Linked DNA regions of Xenopus tropicalis: region 2 is linked to region 1. The links are chromatin contacts, called in public Hi-C maps. All regions are on one chromosome and are shown on one strand. The core of a region is the stretch at or near the end of the contact, and the rest is flanking DNA. Distances in the headings are between cores, read along the strand shown.

Region 1 (7,670 bases), core at 2,807-5,306:
AATTTGATTATAGGGCCAAACGATCGAATTAGCCTACACGCTCCCCGATATCGCCCACCCGTAGGGTGTATGGGGACCTTAACATGTGATGATTTGCCAATTTTGATAAAGAAGTTAAACTGTTTTTGTCTATTTGTGGCTGTTCTAGCTCTATGAGTGGTGGATGAGAGTTGAGTGTTGAGAAAATGGATCTTTAATGTTTCCAAGAGGAACCTTAAACTTCTTGCATGGTGAGAGCATGGATGTTGGGTGGACTAGTTAACTAATATGAATGTCCTGTATGAAACGTGAGATTCTGTCTGGTATCAATACATTGTTCTGCATCAAACCCTTTCCATCCAGCTAAGCTAAAGCATTGGCTGAACTGTAAATGTAATCAATTTCAAATTATTCATAGTTTCTGAAATAATGACGTTACCCTATTCCTCCCGAGCAATCTATTGCTCCACGTGCAGTCTTTGTGTTGGTGTCAGATATTTTTGAAACATGGCTCTAATACATCATCAAGGCAAGGGGAACACAGACCAATAATGCATTAGAGCTAAAATGAATTCTCACAGAGCCGTCATGTAGAGAGACAGATAGGGAAAAAGGAAAGACTAATTGTTTATTGATTTTACTTTAGAAAGATACCCTGATGCACTCTGGACGTAAGGTCCCCATACACGGGCCGACTATAGCTGCCGATATCAGTCCCTTGGACAGATTCGGCAGCTAATCGGCCTGTGTATGGGCAGAACAGAGCAGCCTGGCCGACCGATATCTGGCCTGAAATTGGCCAGATCTCGATCGGCCAGGTTAGAAAATCCAGTTGGATCGGGGACCGCATCGCCTCGTTGATGCAGTCCCCGAACCGACTGCCCCATAACCACAAATGTATTTTTTAAGTTACTTGGTGCTCGATATCGCCCACCCGTAGGTGGGGATATCGGGTGAAGATCCGCTCGCTTGGCGACATCGCCAAGCGAGCGGATCTTATAGTGTATGGGCACCTTTACCCCTTTAAGTTTTTAGCTCTCTTATATATTATCATTGGTTTCTGTTTCACTGTCCTGAGGTGGACATACATGGGCAGATTTAAGATGCCAATTTGAGTCCTCCAGACCTCGAAACTGGGCAGATGTTAATAGGGCAGGCTTCTTTTCCCCTTGGATGTACAACCTCATCAGCTCATTGATGCAGTCCTTGCTTTGACGGCTCCTATTCCCATCTTTGTAATTTAATCATTTGCACCTAGGGCCAAACAATTCAATTAGTCCAATATCAACCACCTTTGGTGAAAATATAGGGAGAAAGGTTTGCTCATTTTTAGAGAGAATCACATGGTGTATGGCCACCTTTAGCCAATGTCCCTTTGCTTTCAATAATGTGCTTTTATCTGCTTTTCTACAAAATTAGATTGTACATAATAAGTTTAAACAAAAGGATCCAGCAGAGGCACTACCTTTGTTTTTTCACCCCCCTCCTTCAGTATAGATTTTGTTCTTTCTAAAGTTCTCTCTAGGATACTTTAGAGCAGGGACCCCCAACCTTTTATACCTGTGAGCCACATTTAAATGGAAAAAGTGATGGAGAGCAACACAAGCATGAAAAAAGTTCCTGGGGGTGCCAATAAGAGCTATAATTGGCTAATTGGCAGTCCCTGTGTGGACTGGCAGCCTGTAAGAGGCTCTGTTTGGCTTTACACTGTGTTTTATGCAATCAACTATTGTCTCCAAGCCAGAAATTCAAAAACGAGCATCTACTTTGAAGCCACTGGGAGCAACATCCAAGGGGTTGGGGAGCAATATGTTTCCCCTGAGCCACTGGTTGGGGATCACTGCTTTAGAGTGAAGACACATGGAGCTACTAGTAGCAGCTACTAAACACCAGAAAATCCCCTGCCACAGACAATACTAAGAACTGCCTCTGCTAAAACAGACATAGAGATAGTTATCAGTAAATGATCAGCACAACTAGCCACAACTAGTAGCTGCTACTAGTAGCCCCTTGTGCCTTCACCCTTACACATGTAACCTGGTATTCCTACATGTATTAGACCTTCCCTTTTGCTTTAGCGACATGTAGAGAGACAGATAGGAGTGTGAAGAATAAACATTAATTGATTACACATAGAAAGTTTCCAATTTTCTTGAAATAAAGCAGACATTTAGGGGCAGATTTATCAACATTCCGATTTTTGTGGTTTTAGAGTTTTTTGAAACCACGACTAAACTCATTTCCAAGAAAATCATGAATGTTTACTTAATGTTCTAAATTGAAAAAGCACAAACGGAAAAGGACGCGGAAAAATGTATAAAGGAGCCCATACACCATAAGATCCGCTCGTTTGGCGATGTCGCCAAGTGAGCAGATCTTCTCCCGATATCCCCACCTACGGGGGGGCGATATCGGGAGAATCCAGCGTAATTCGATTGTTTGGCCCCAGGCCAATTATAACGACGGGAATAGGAAAAGTCGATCCGGGGACCGCATCGGCTCTTTGGATTCAAAGAGCCGATGCGGTCCCCGATCCGACTAGATTTTCTAACCTGCCCGATCAAAATCTGGTTGATTTCAGGCCTGATATCGGTCGGGCATGCCCGTCGGGAGTTCCCATACAATCGGCAGCTACTATCGTTCCATGTATGGGGACCTTAAGCCGCATCTTCTTCGTATTGTTGCACAAATGAAATAACCCTGAAAACCTCTAAAACCAGTTGAAAAAATGAATTGACTTCTACATGATCTCAATAGCTTTTAGGTGGTGTTATTTGTTGCAGTTTTGATGCTTAAAAAATGGCAAAATCAAGTATTTTTTGCTACAAAACCATATTTTGGCACAATTATGAAAAAAATAATTGAACCTTAGTATATGCCCCCCTAAATCTTTGTTTCTGTGATACTTCCCCGTTGAATAGATATTTGGAGGTGGGTGCCATAGCTTAGGGGCAGTTGCAGCCATAGTTTTCTGTGCACTAAGCTGGAGCTGAGCAAGTCTTGCGAAGAGGTTTGAACCCCAAAACATCTGGTATTGATGATGCTATATTTATTTTCCATGTTAAGTCAATGACAGGAGACAGAGATGCATGGACAGGGGGAACGTCTCAGCGGGAGTCATCCTTTATCCTGACACTGGTGCAATAATGTCATCCATCAAGTGACCACACTTGCTTACGTGGCAAGTTAATGAAAGGGAAAGCTACCTGCAAATTACATTTTTGTATGGAGTACTAAATAATATTCTGAGACAATCTGAAATTTGACTTCATTTCATTTCTACCTTTGTGTTTTGTCTCGAGGCCAGAAGGTTATCTGTACCACCCTTGAACTAGTTGGTCATTCACATTTTCTTCTCTAATACAAAATGGATAACGGCCATGTTATATTTTAATTACACCATTAATGCTGAATTGAAGCCAGAGACAAGCATTCAAGGCAGGGGCAGGAATCATCATTTTAAGTCTCTAACCACCTACCTCATCTAGGAAAGCACTGAATCAGGCAGTTCCAGCATCATTTCAATCACCAAAGTCATTTGGTTGCAGAGAATCACAGCCTGTCACATTTTGCAGTAGAAGATTGGGTGTAAACTGAAATATTGCACCACAAACAACCATTTTATATTAATGTATTCAACAAAAAGTCGGCCAAAAAGTTGGTCAAACTTGGTTTTATGACGTCGGTCACAGTTTTGGAAGCTACCCCAAAACATCTATGATTCCCAGACAGCATGGTCCTCCCAGTCTGGATGATTCTTCCTGCATCTGAGAGGTAGTTCAGTTGGTGTGCCTGCACATGGAAGGGATGTAACTGGCTGAATTTAATGGGGGAGGTGGAGCACATTTTCAAAGCTTCTTTCCTATGGCCAAAATAGTCTTATCCAGGCTTGGACTGGGATTCAGAATAGGTACACAGAGGCCCAAACAACCCCCCTCCAGCAGACTCAATAATGGCTGTCTATGGGATCTTACAGTAGCCCCTCTGGCAATTGCCAGAATCCACAGATCCCTAGTCCAGGCCTGGTCTTATCCCATTGACAGGGCATGTGGTGTGTTCTGAAGGTAATGTGTCTGAACTTCATTAAGGATGCTTTACCCTGCTGAGAACAAATATTGGTACAGTCCAGACGGCCCTCACAGCAGGAGTGTGGATAAAAGAAAAGTTCTATTGTGTTGCTTCAGTCCATACATCAAAGGGACACTCATTAATTAGGCACTAGAGCCAAACAATTCAAAGACTCTAAACTTGAGTATTTAATACATCACATAATATTCTCTGCTTGTGTCCCAAACACAAATATCCACCAGAATTGTACACTAAGGGGCACATTTACTAACCCACGAATCTGAATCCGAATTGGAAAAATTCCGATTGGAAAACGAACATTTTGCGTTTTTTTCGTATTTTTTTGCGATTTTTTTGTCGCCGTTACGATTTTTCGGAAATCTTCGCAACTTTTTCGTAACCATTACGACTTGCGCGAAAAGTCGCGATTTTTTCGTATTGAAGCCTCCCATAGGACTCAATGGCACTCTGCAGCTCCAACCCGGCCCAAGGAAAGTCTCCCATAGGGCTCAATGGCACTCTGCAGCTCCAACCCGGCCCAAGGAAAGTCTCCCATAGGGCTCAATGGCACTCTGCAGCTCCAACCCGGCCCAAGGAAAGTCTCCCATAGGGCTCAATGGCACTCTGCAGCTCCAACCCGGCCCAAGGAAAGTCTCCCATAGGGCTCAATGGCACTCTGCAGCTCCAACCCGGCCCAAGGAAAGTCTCCCATAGGGCTCAATGGCACTCTGCAGCTCCAACCCGGCCCAAGGAAAGTCTCCCATAGGGCTCAATGGCACTCTGCAGCTCCAAGCCGGCCCAAGGAAAGTCTCCCATAGGGCTCAATGGCACTCTGCGGCTCCAACCCGGCCCAAGGAAAGTCTCCCATAGGGCTCAATGGCACTCTGCGGCTCCAACCCGGCCCAAGGAAAGTCTCCCATAGGGCTCAATGGCACTCTGTGGCTCCAACCTGGCCCAAGGAAAGTCTCCCATAGGGCTCAATGGCACTCTGCAGCTCCAACCGGCCCAAGGAAAGTCTCCCATAGGGCTCAATGGCACTCTGCAGCTCCAACCCGGCCCAAGGAAAGCCTCCCATAGGGCTCAATGGCACTCTGCAGCTCCAACCCGACCCAAGGAAAGTCTCCCATAGGGCTCAATGGCACTCTGCAGCTCCAACCTGGCCCAAGGAAAGTCTCCCATAGGGCTCAACGGCACTCTGCAGCTCCAACCTGGCCCAAGGAAAGTCTCCCATAGGGCTCAATGGCACTCTGCAGCTCCAACCCGGCCCAAGGAAAGTCTCCCATAGGGCTCAATGGCACTCTGCAGCTCCAACCCGGCCCAAGGAAAGTCTCCCATAGGGCTCAATGGCACTCTGCAGCTCCAACCCGGCCCAAGGAAAGTCTCCCATAGGGCTCAATGGCACTCTGCAGCTCCAACCCGGCCCAAGGAAAGTTTCCCATAGGGCTCAATGGCACTCTGCAGCTCCAACCTGGCCCAAGGAAAGTCTCCCATAGGGCTCAATGGCACTGTGCAGCTCCAACCCGGCCCAAGGAAATCTCCCATAGGGCTCAATGGCACTCTGCAGCTCCAACCCGGCCCAAGGAAAGTCTCCCATAGGGCTCAATGGCACTCTGCAGCTCCAACCCGGCCCAAGGAAAGTCTCCCATAGGGCTCAATGCCACTCTGCAGCTCCAACCCGGCCCAAGGAAATCTCCCATAGGGCTCAATGGCACTCTGCAGCTCCAACCCGGCCCAAGGAAAGTCTCCCATAGGGCTCAATGGCACTCTGCAGCTCCAACCCGACCCAAGGAAAGTTTCCCATAGGGCTCAATGGCACTCTGCAGCTCCAACCTGGCCCAAGGAAAGTCTCCCATAGGGCTCAATGGCACTGTGCAGCTCCAACCCGGCCCAAGGAAAGTCTCCCATAGGGCTCAATGGCACTCTGCAGCTCCAACCCGGCCCAAGGAAAGTCTCCCATAGGGCTCAATGCCACTCTGCAGCTCCAACCCGGCCCAAGGAAATCTCCCATAGGGCTCAATGGCACTCTGCAGCTCCAACCCGGCCCAAGGAAAGTCTCCCATAGGGCTCAATGGCACTCTGCAGCTCCAACCCGACCCAAGGAAAGTTTCCCATAGGGCTCAATGGCACTCTGCAGCTCCAACCTGGCCCAAGGAAAGTCTCCCATAGGGCTCAATGGCACTCTGCAGCTCCAACCCGGCCCAAGGAAAGTCTCCCATAGGGCTCAATGGCACTCTGCAGCTCCAACCCGGCCCAAGGAAAGTTTCCCATAGGGCTCAATGGCACTCTGCAGCTCCAACCTGGCCCAAGGAAAGTCTCCCATAGGGCTCAATGGCACTGTGCAGCTCCAACCCGGCCCAAGGAAATCTCCCATAGGGCTCAATGGCACTCTGCAGCTCCAACCCGGCCCAAGGAAAGTCTCCCATAGGGCTCAATGGCACTCTGCAGCTCCAACCCGGCCCAAGGAAAGTCTCCCATAGGGCTCAATGGCACTCTGCAGCTCCAACCCGGCCCAAGGAAAGTCTCCCATAGGGCTCAATGCCACTCTGCAGCTCCAACCCGGCCCAAGGAAATCTCCCATAGGGCTCAATGGCACTCTGCAGCTCCAACCCGGCCCAAGGAAAGTCTCCCATAGGGCTCAATGGCACTCTGCAGCTCCAACCCGGCCCAAGGAAAGTCTCCCATAGGGCTCAATGGCACTCTGCAGCTCCAACCCGACCCAAGGAAAGTTTCCCATAGGGCTCAATGGCACTCTGCAGCTCCAACCTGGCCCAAGGAAAGTCTCCCATAGGGCTCAATGGCACTGTGCAGCTCCAACCCGGCCCAAGGAAATCTCCCATAGGGCTCAATGGCACTCTGCAGCTCCAACCTGGCCCAAGGAAAGTCTCCCATAGGGCTCAATGGCACTCTGCAGCTCCAACCTGGCCCAAGGAAAGTCTCCCATAGGGCTCAATGGCACTCTGCAGCTCCAACCCGGCCCAAGGAAAGTCTCCCATAGGGCTCAATGGCACTCTGCAGCTCCAACCCGGCCCAAGGAAATCTCCCATAGGGCTCAATGGCACTCTGCAGCTCCAACCCGGCCCAAGGAAAGTCTCCCATAGGGCTCAATGGCACTCTGCAGCTCCAACCTGGCCCAAGAAAAGTCACCATACTGAAGCTTGAATGAATCCGAAACTTTCGTACTCGGCGCGAAAGCTGCGAAAAAGTCGTGACAATTCGCGCAAGTTGTAATGCTACAAAAAAGTCGCAACATTTTGCGAAACATTTGGAATGGCTACGAAAAAGTTGCGAATACCGATCATTACGAAAAAAACGCATTCGGATGCATTCGGCCCGTTCGTGCATTAGTAAATGTGCCCCTAATAGTAGCTATATTTCTTTTGGGGATTCCATCCCATAGGCTGATATAGGATTGGTTGGATATTAGTACAATATGGGCACATATGGATGTCTAAACTGATCAGGCCAAATGGCTGAAGGTTTAAATGGGCAAACTGTACATGGTCCCAACACTGAAGATCAAGTGGTTAGAAATGAACTGAAGTCTATGGCGTATTTGTGCATATGGGTGGTTAAACCAAGAAGACTTATATCTGTTCTGCTTGGCTGTAAATAGGATAGGCTCC
Region 2 (7,670 bases), core at 1,941-4,440, 61 kb after region 1:
CTCTGGAGAAACACAACCGATGTTCTGCTCGGGTTCCTCCTTTTTCTCACATGCTAAGATAAATTTGGTCCAAAGTTCCTCTTCTCTATCAAATTTAAATTCAGCCGCAGACACATAGCACGGTTCACTTTGTAAGTACCGTTCCAACTCAAGACATGTCTGGAAGACAAAATAAATGTAAACATTGGCATTCTGGTAAAACTACGTTTTAATGAAGGTAGTCATAATGATTACATCATAACAGTCACTGTAACCACCTACAACTACACAACTTGAGGTTTGGTCCATCTATCATTGAATAGGTAGGACAATGTTAATAGCAAGACCACTAAAAACTAGCCACATCCAATACCAGCATGTATATCTAAGATAATGTAGCCAACGGTTTCCTTGGTCAGGCAAAACCCATCTAATAATACACAATATCTACCACAACTGAAGAAGCACACAATAAGGGTAGGTTTTAATGATCTAACATTTGTATGTGGGAACAGACTTGTCGCATAGAAGCTTCTGGAAATAATACAATGGGCAAGAATTTAAATCTGGTGGCCAACAGTGCAACTAGATGAGTCATCTGCATTCCTTTCACGTCATGCCAAGAGACTTCCTATTGAAAGCTTAACCAAAAGGCGCTCTTGTCTACATCTACATGTGGTGCAAAATACAGAAGGATGCAGCCTCCAGTATGCAGAGTTTCTTTTTTAGCTTAACCCTGAAACATAAAGAGGAAGCTTAAGCAAACCATAGCCCCCCCCCCCGCCGCCCAAATTGGTTCCTGATTTTACAATTAATTTTCATTTCTTAGTCTGGTTAATAATTTTTACACCCAAGCTCTTTTTCTGCCAAAGATATAGAGTCCCTGTTGCTTGAAGAGGCCAGCAATTAAAATACCAGGCATATTTGTGCTGCTGCCTTGCCTTAGGAGAGATTGGACTATAACATATTACTGCACTAAATGCTGCATTTCCTTGTGGTCTTCACTGAACACATAACTCAAACTGATGGCACAGTGGAAAAAAAAAAAAAAAAATCAATGGTTACTTTTTTTCCGCCTAGAATTAAACAACTGTTTTGCTGTTGAAGGAGAATCTGGAGGGGGGGGAAATGCATTTTATTGATCCTGAGGGAGGAGGGGGATAAAAAAAAAAAAAAAAAAAAAAAAAGCATTGATTGTGATGCTGTTAAACTTTAATATTGCAAAGAATTTAAATACCCCATTATGTTGATGAGCACAGAGACCCAGGGAAGAGCTCTGTATTAGTTTTAAAGGTCTCTGAAGGCTTCGGGAAAACATGACTTGGCTCCGAGCCAATCTCTAAAATGCCTGAAGGAAACTACTTAGATCAATTTCAATCACACTCTGAAGATCTCTGCCCTTTTGATGGAGGGGGGAATACAATTAACCAGGAATGTGAAGGTTGTAACACATTAGTGTTTGGCTCACCAAACCAAACCAACCCCCCCCCCCTTGCCTGCCCCCAAACAAACAGCCAGACATTTGATCTCTTAATTCGTTTTGTTAAAGCGTAAACATCTGTAAATGGGGGAACAAGGACAAACATAAGTCACTTCTTCTAAAATAAAAAAAGAAACAATGGGCAAATCCAATCGGCACCTTTTGACACGATGATCTCAGAATAAAGGGCTTTTATTGTTTGGGGGAAAGGAATACAATGGGGGCAGACTACAATGGATATTTTGAAAGAATAAGGGCAATTAGACGCTGTCACGTTTCATTCTCAGCAACATTCATATTCCCCCCCAATGAAATTTTCCATGTTTTCACCCAATCTTGGTTTTTGTTTTATAATAAAATAAGGTAACAATCTAAAATAGAGCAAAAAAGGGAAATAAAATGGCTGTTTGATGAGCAAGTAATGACAGGGATAAGTTGACAGACGCTGGAGGCTTGGATGACAAGACCCAGCTGTGGAGTTTGGACTGGCTGCAAGATTCATGTTGGTGCCAAAAATGGTTTGCAGGGTTAGTGAAACCCAAGCTAGGCTGGATGGGAAGGCGCTTCTAACTGTCACCGGGGGGGGGGCCTGGCTAGCAACAGTTAACGAGTCTCCTACACCGTGCAGCTCTTCCTTTTTCCTGAAATGGAACCATCACTTGTGCGTGACCATTTGAATGCCAATAGGGATGCGCAATGCGTTGGGCACCAGTCTGGTATGCATAAGGTTAAGCCGACGGGAATCCAGCTCTTGTTCTACGCAGTGGTTGCTGATTTCCCCCTGTAACTAAGGCACTGCTTTCTACATGCCCATCTGGCTGCCAACGAAGATGCCCAGGGCACTGGCCAGTCCGGTAGGTTTATGGTTAATGGTTTATGGTTAGAGCCGCAAACATTTTCAGTCTCGTTACATTGGCACATGTTGGTAAATCAGACGAGCGTACCATTCAAACTGTCAGCCTTGCACGGCTCTAAAGCAGCAGTAATAAAATATATATTTATATACATTATTATTTTTGCAGGGGCAGGCATTTAGGATAAATAGTCATATCCAAGTAGCAAAGGAAAATAAATAAATAAAAGAACTCCCAGTACCCCCGGTGAGCCTCTAGCTGTCAGTTGCAAGCTGAAGGCACAGCTGCAGGTTGGCAGTCACTAAGGCTGCACTTAGCCTTTATCTTGGTGCTTTTAGGGTTGAGATTTATAAAAAATGAGCTGAATAGATATATTTTTTTTTAATGGGGGGGGTAATAGAAATAAATGACACTTAGGCATGCAATAATAATAATAATGCAATGCACTGGCTCTAATACCCCCCTATGGAGGTGACAGTTGTGGGCAATGAATGAAACAGACACATAGGAAATAAATGTGTTGATTTACCTGTTGCCAATATTCCTCCAGGGAAGGTAAAGCAGAGAAATAGCCAGTGTCATGCACAATCTGCAGCTCCTGGAAAATGCTGCACATGGGGAGAACATCCATGGTCAACAGGAAGCGCAACTAAATCGCTACAGACAGGGAGAAATCGGGCAAACGCAAGCGACAGAGGTGAGAGATGCTCCAAACCAATAGGATCCCCCAAGGGTGGAAAAGCACAATCAATCCGTCCCGGAATGGGATGATAACTCCACAGTTTCATGCAAAGGTCATTGCATAGCAATTGAAATAATCATATAAACAGAAGCCCCACGCCGCCCAGCAGGCTGGATCCCCCCTCGGAGCAGAGGAGCTTGCTCAGTGCTGACAATATTTGCAAACACTGGAAATGTAAAACCTCTGCAAAACTTCCCTATTCAAACCTCCAAGCCTGCCTCCTCCCCCACGTGATCCTCATTACGCCGGCTCAGTCGGGGCGGCCAATCAGGCGCAGGTTGGGGTCGAAGCGCTTCTATGATGTCAGCTGCGTCCAATCGGCGAACGCGGGGCATCGGGGCATGCCTCTGGCGTGACGAAATCCGTCCGTGACAGCCGCGGTGATTGGTTCGATTCGAAAATTCAGCCCCCTCCCCTCGGGTAGCTGGTGGGACGGACCAGCTATTTTTAGATGGGTATATAAGGCAAGGACTACACGGCGGTTCGGTACAGTGCGGTCTGTGGCCGCTCGGAGCGCATGTGAGCAGTAGCACTGCTGCGCTTCTTGTAGCGCTCTCTGACTGAAATATTATTTGTACGGGCAATGATAAGCTCTTAATGTGCGTTGAAATTACAGTGTGGGCTCACTTATAGCGCTAGAGCCTATACTTGACATTAAAATAAGTTCAAAACTATCACAAGTAGTGTGTCGGTAGTTACTTTGACGCTGGCGAGAGCCATTTTATCTCGTTTATACGCATATTGGGTTCCCGAGCTGTAATTCTGTTTTGGTGTATGGGGTGCTGGTGACTGCAGCTGAAAAAGCAATAAAAAATTGTATATAAGTTCTACTCATGTGACAGGGTTTGATTTACGGGCATAGGTTATAAATTGCCTAAGTGCTGTTGCCAGTAGCAACCAGTAAGCTTCCAAAGGGCTACTACAAATAAAAATAAAACAAATATTCTGATTCCTTAGCCTTGGAGAACAGTATAGACCTGTGTGATTAGTATAGTTTGTTATGTGTGTTGACATATATAATATTTGGTTTGATTTGTATTTGTTTTATTTGCATGCCTGACTTCCTGGTCAAGAGAAGCATAATTTGCGATTATAGGCAAAATGTATGTATGTATGTATGTATGTATGTATAACTTTATTTATAAAGCGCCACAAGGGTACGCAGCGCTGTACAATCTTACAGAATACACAATTACACACAGGGAGGACAAGTGATATAATAAATAAATATATATAAATACACAGGGAGTAAGTGCCATGAGGTATGAGACACAGTAGGAAGGAGGTCCCTGCCCCGTAGAGCTTACAATCTAAGTAAAAAACAAGGTTATAAGTATCGGCTTTCTTCCAAAATGGTAAATGGATGATGGTGTTGGCTGCTGGAGGATTATGGGACATGTAGTTCAGGAACAGCTCAATGGCTACAGACAAAAGACTTGAGTATTTTTTTTCATGTAAATAATACCAATTGCTGACTTGTTTGGCTATGTTATTTACCCCCCTCTCCCTGTTTTACTAGCAGGTATCCTAGGAACTGGCTCATTATATCCGAAAACCCAGGGCAGCCCCATCTCCAGGCTTCCCTGCAATGTATGTGAAAGGTCAGTGGAAGAGAAGCAGCTTCAGACTGGCATGTTGGAGCTGTCTGTGTCAGCAACAGCACATTGCCCTTTGGCAGAGTCCATTAACCGAAAATGCAGTGACATATCCTCATTACCCCAGCCATATTCCTCTTACTGTCACTGACAGCAACTGGAATTTGCTCTTCTGCATTAGCCTATTTCCTGCAAAGCCAATGGATTCCTGGCTAGGGGCCCTATTAATCTCCATGAGGAGTGCAGCTTACCTTGTAAATGCAATGAGTATTTCAGGTACTTTTTGTTTGCTCCCATAAATAATTCAGGGTGAGTAATCATGGGGAATCCTTTCAGTTTTGCACACTTTAAACAGCCAGCCCTGGTGAATAACATTACACTTTGTAGTGGTTTAGGAAGTTCCTTTTATTTGTTTTATGATACTGTTAAAAATATACAGCTTGCACTTCAGAGAGCCTGTTCCGGCATGTATGTATATTTGTATTTATACAGTGCTTCTAGAATACATTTCAAACAATACATCAGCAGAGCCGACACGGCAAACAGAACATAAATAGTACATTTCGACAGATATAGTTAAGATTAAATGGGAAGTGTTAGATATAGATGGAGGGAGGTCTGTTCCCCATAGAGCTTACAGTCTAAGTATGGTAAGGACTGACTGTACAGTAATTTGCTGGTATCACAGCTCATTTTGCAGTACCGGCCTCGGTGGCATGCAGTGAATTAAAAAGAAATGCAAGCCTTTGCAGTGCCCACAATCCCCCCCTCTCCCTGTATCCTTTGCAAAGATTTAAAATGGAGTTTCGGTTGTTTACCACTTTTTCTGTTCAGTATCATTCACTCCAGTAGGGGGAGGAGTCGTCAGCCCGACACACTCCTCCTCCTCCTGACCCCCCCTCCTTCTCTTCTCTTTGGAAATGTACTGAAGTTTATTGCTTGAACTGCCAGGATCTCAGAAATCCTAGTTCCCCTTTTGGTCATATCTGCTGCTCTCTGAACTCCCATCCCCCTGTGTATTTTATAGGCACAGAACCACCAGTTTAATATATGTTTATAGAAGAGAAATCAACGTTTTCAGCATGTCAACATATTTATATAGTTACACACATGACTAGAAAATCTCTGCATCTAGCCTGACTAGGAGATCAAGGAGCTCCCTTGACAAAGGCGTTTGAGCCGAAACGTTGGGGTATTCTCTCATCCAGAGTATGTGCCTTCATATCCTCTTTTTTTTTTTTTCAATCAAATTGCGGGGTGGTATGTATGTACTTGTTTCTTGATGGATATATATTGTTAAAGTATAAAAACTTTTTAACGTCATGGTTTTGATGAATAAAATGTTTTTTTTTAACTATACCACCCTAAGGAAGTTTTTTCTGGTGTGCAGGGTTTATATGGGGTTTTACTGACTTAAGGAATAAACACAGTTGGCTGGTATAATTTGGTCATTCATATTGACAGCCAAAATGTACAGGTTACTACAGGTTATGTACAGTGCTGCGTATATAAAGATATACATACATACATACAGGTGCATCTTTCAGCTCTTTGGCTACATGATATGAACTTGGAGCCATTTAGAACAGGCAGGATGGTTTGAGGATCCCATATATGGGGTTCTTAACCAACATATTTGTAAATGTTCTTGTAAGCACAGTTATATTCTGGTAAAACCACATTGATTACGTGACTGATCGCCCTGGACTTCCATACACAGACCTCCCATTATTTTGTCTAAAGCGGAATATAAACAGGATTGAATGTGCTTGATTATTGGTAAGTCTGGCTACACACAATAGTAGCCAACATGGCAAGTACAGTCCCATGGCCATTCGTTTAGCCTCACCATCAAGTGAGAGCTGTTCATCGGTTCAGCTGATGACTGTAGATACAAGTTTATACTATAAATACCTGAAAGCATTTGACTTGCCCTGCCTAAATCTGTTTATTACAGACTGTAAATCAAAATTATCTTGGTGTGGACCCAAATGTTGCAAATTTCAACTTGTTTGGCAATGTTGCCCAATCAGATTAATAAACTTGTTTTATTCACAGGCCTTCTTTTATATTTTGCAGGCTTTGTTGGCCAAGGTCCCCCTTCCACATTCAGTTGTGAAATGCCCCACCTGATCAGTAGCTAAGCAACCACTGATCAAATACAGTATTGATATAGGAGGGCATTATTTTTGTCCATACAGATCTTTACTCCTGGACTGCCAGACCAAATCTTCTAGTGTATGATATACTTTATACCGAGGGGAAGCTATAACTTGTATTGAAGCTATAACTGTTCCAGCAAATGATGCTAAGGATTTATGCATTTGTAATGGAGGCCTATTTAGACCCACTGATAACTAAAACAGGATCCTCTTATTGGCACTGCTCATTGCTTTTTTTTACATCTGTGTGCTAAAACTTTGTTTATTTATACTCTAATGAAGAATATGACTCAGGGAATAATGGAGAGGATAATTCTATGTACTCAGCAGGTTAATACAGGGTCCCATGAAAAATATTTAAGGGCTGTACAAAAACTATTGAAACAGTATAGTGTGTTTGTCTTATAGATATCCTTCACTAAGGGTAAAAATCTGTTAACCTCATGTGCAGATGAATATACACAGGGAGACTGCACATGTTGCACCAAAGTGCTACAAATAGCACTGCCCGGTGATATGAGTCTAAAATCAAGTGATCAGAGGTTTTTAGAAGCAGCACGAGTTGCGCTTGTTAAATAATAACGGTGGATTGTCAAGTGCTGTATGAATAGCGTAACAATCTCTATTTGCTTCAGAAGTGCAACATTGTTGTAAAAGCTGAAAAAGTTAGCAGTGTTGCACCAAGTTTGGCCACTGCCACATCTGTGTGAAAGGCATGTTAATGAGCTGGTTTCAGGCCAGCCTGCACATCACTACTGCATGCCAAGTATAAAGAAGATACCTGCGCAGGAAAATTACACTTACTCTGTGGGTTTTACCCCTGGTGCATCTGTGGCAGACACAGTGAACAAATTATAG

The links. Hi-C and Micro-C count contacts between places; a contact is called where the count stands out from the background.
Region 2: a Hi-C map of neurula embryo shows a contact between it and region 1, with 1.8 times the contacts expected there. The contact joins the promoter of klf6 here to the enhancer-like site in region 1. A contact is called at or near these places in 2 of 5 Hi-C or Micro-C datasets (gastrula embryo and neurula embryo).

What each region holds. Positions count from the first base shown.
Region 1 is chr6:20,579,360-20,587,029 of UCB_Xtro_10.0, forward strand. No RefSeq gene overlaps it. Among named protein-coding and RNA genes, the nearest start is that of klf6, 61 kb to the right of the region's middle. Within about 2 kb of position 4,057, at least 1 of the 11 cell types and tissues checked has an H3K27ac peak or open chromatin away from gene starts, as enhancers often do. A contact at or near this core is called in neurula embryo, where this site is marked.
Region 2 is chr6:20,641,069-20,648,738 of UCB_Xtro_10.0, forward strand. It overlaps klf6 (Kruppel-like factor 6), which reads right to left and starts at 3,191. Exons shown (of 4, transcript NM_001007505.1): 1 at 2,843-3,191; 2 at 1-159. The coding sequence starts at 2,944.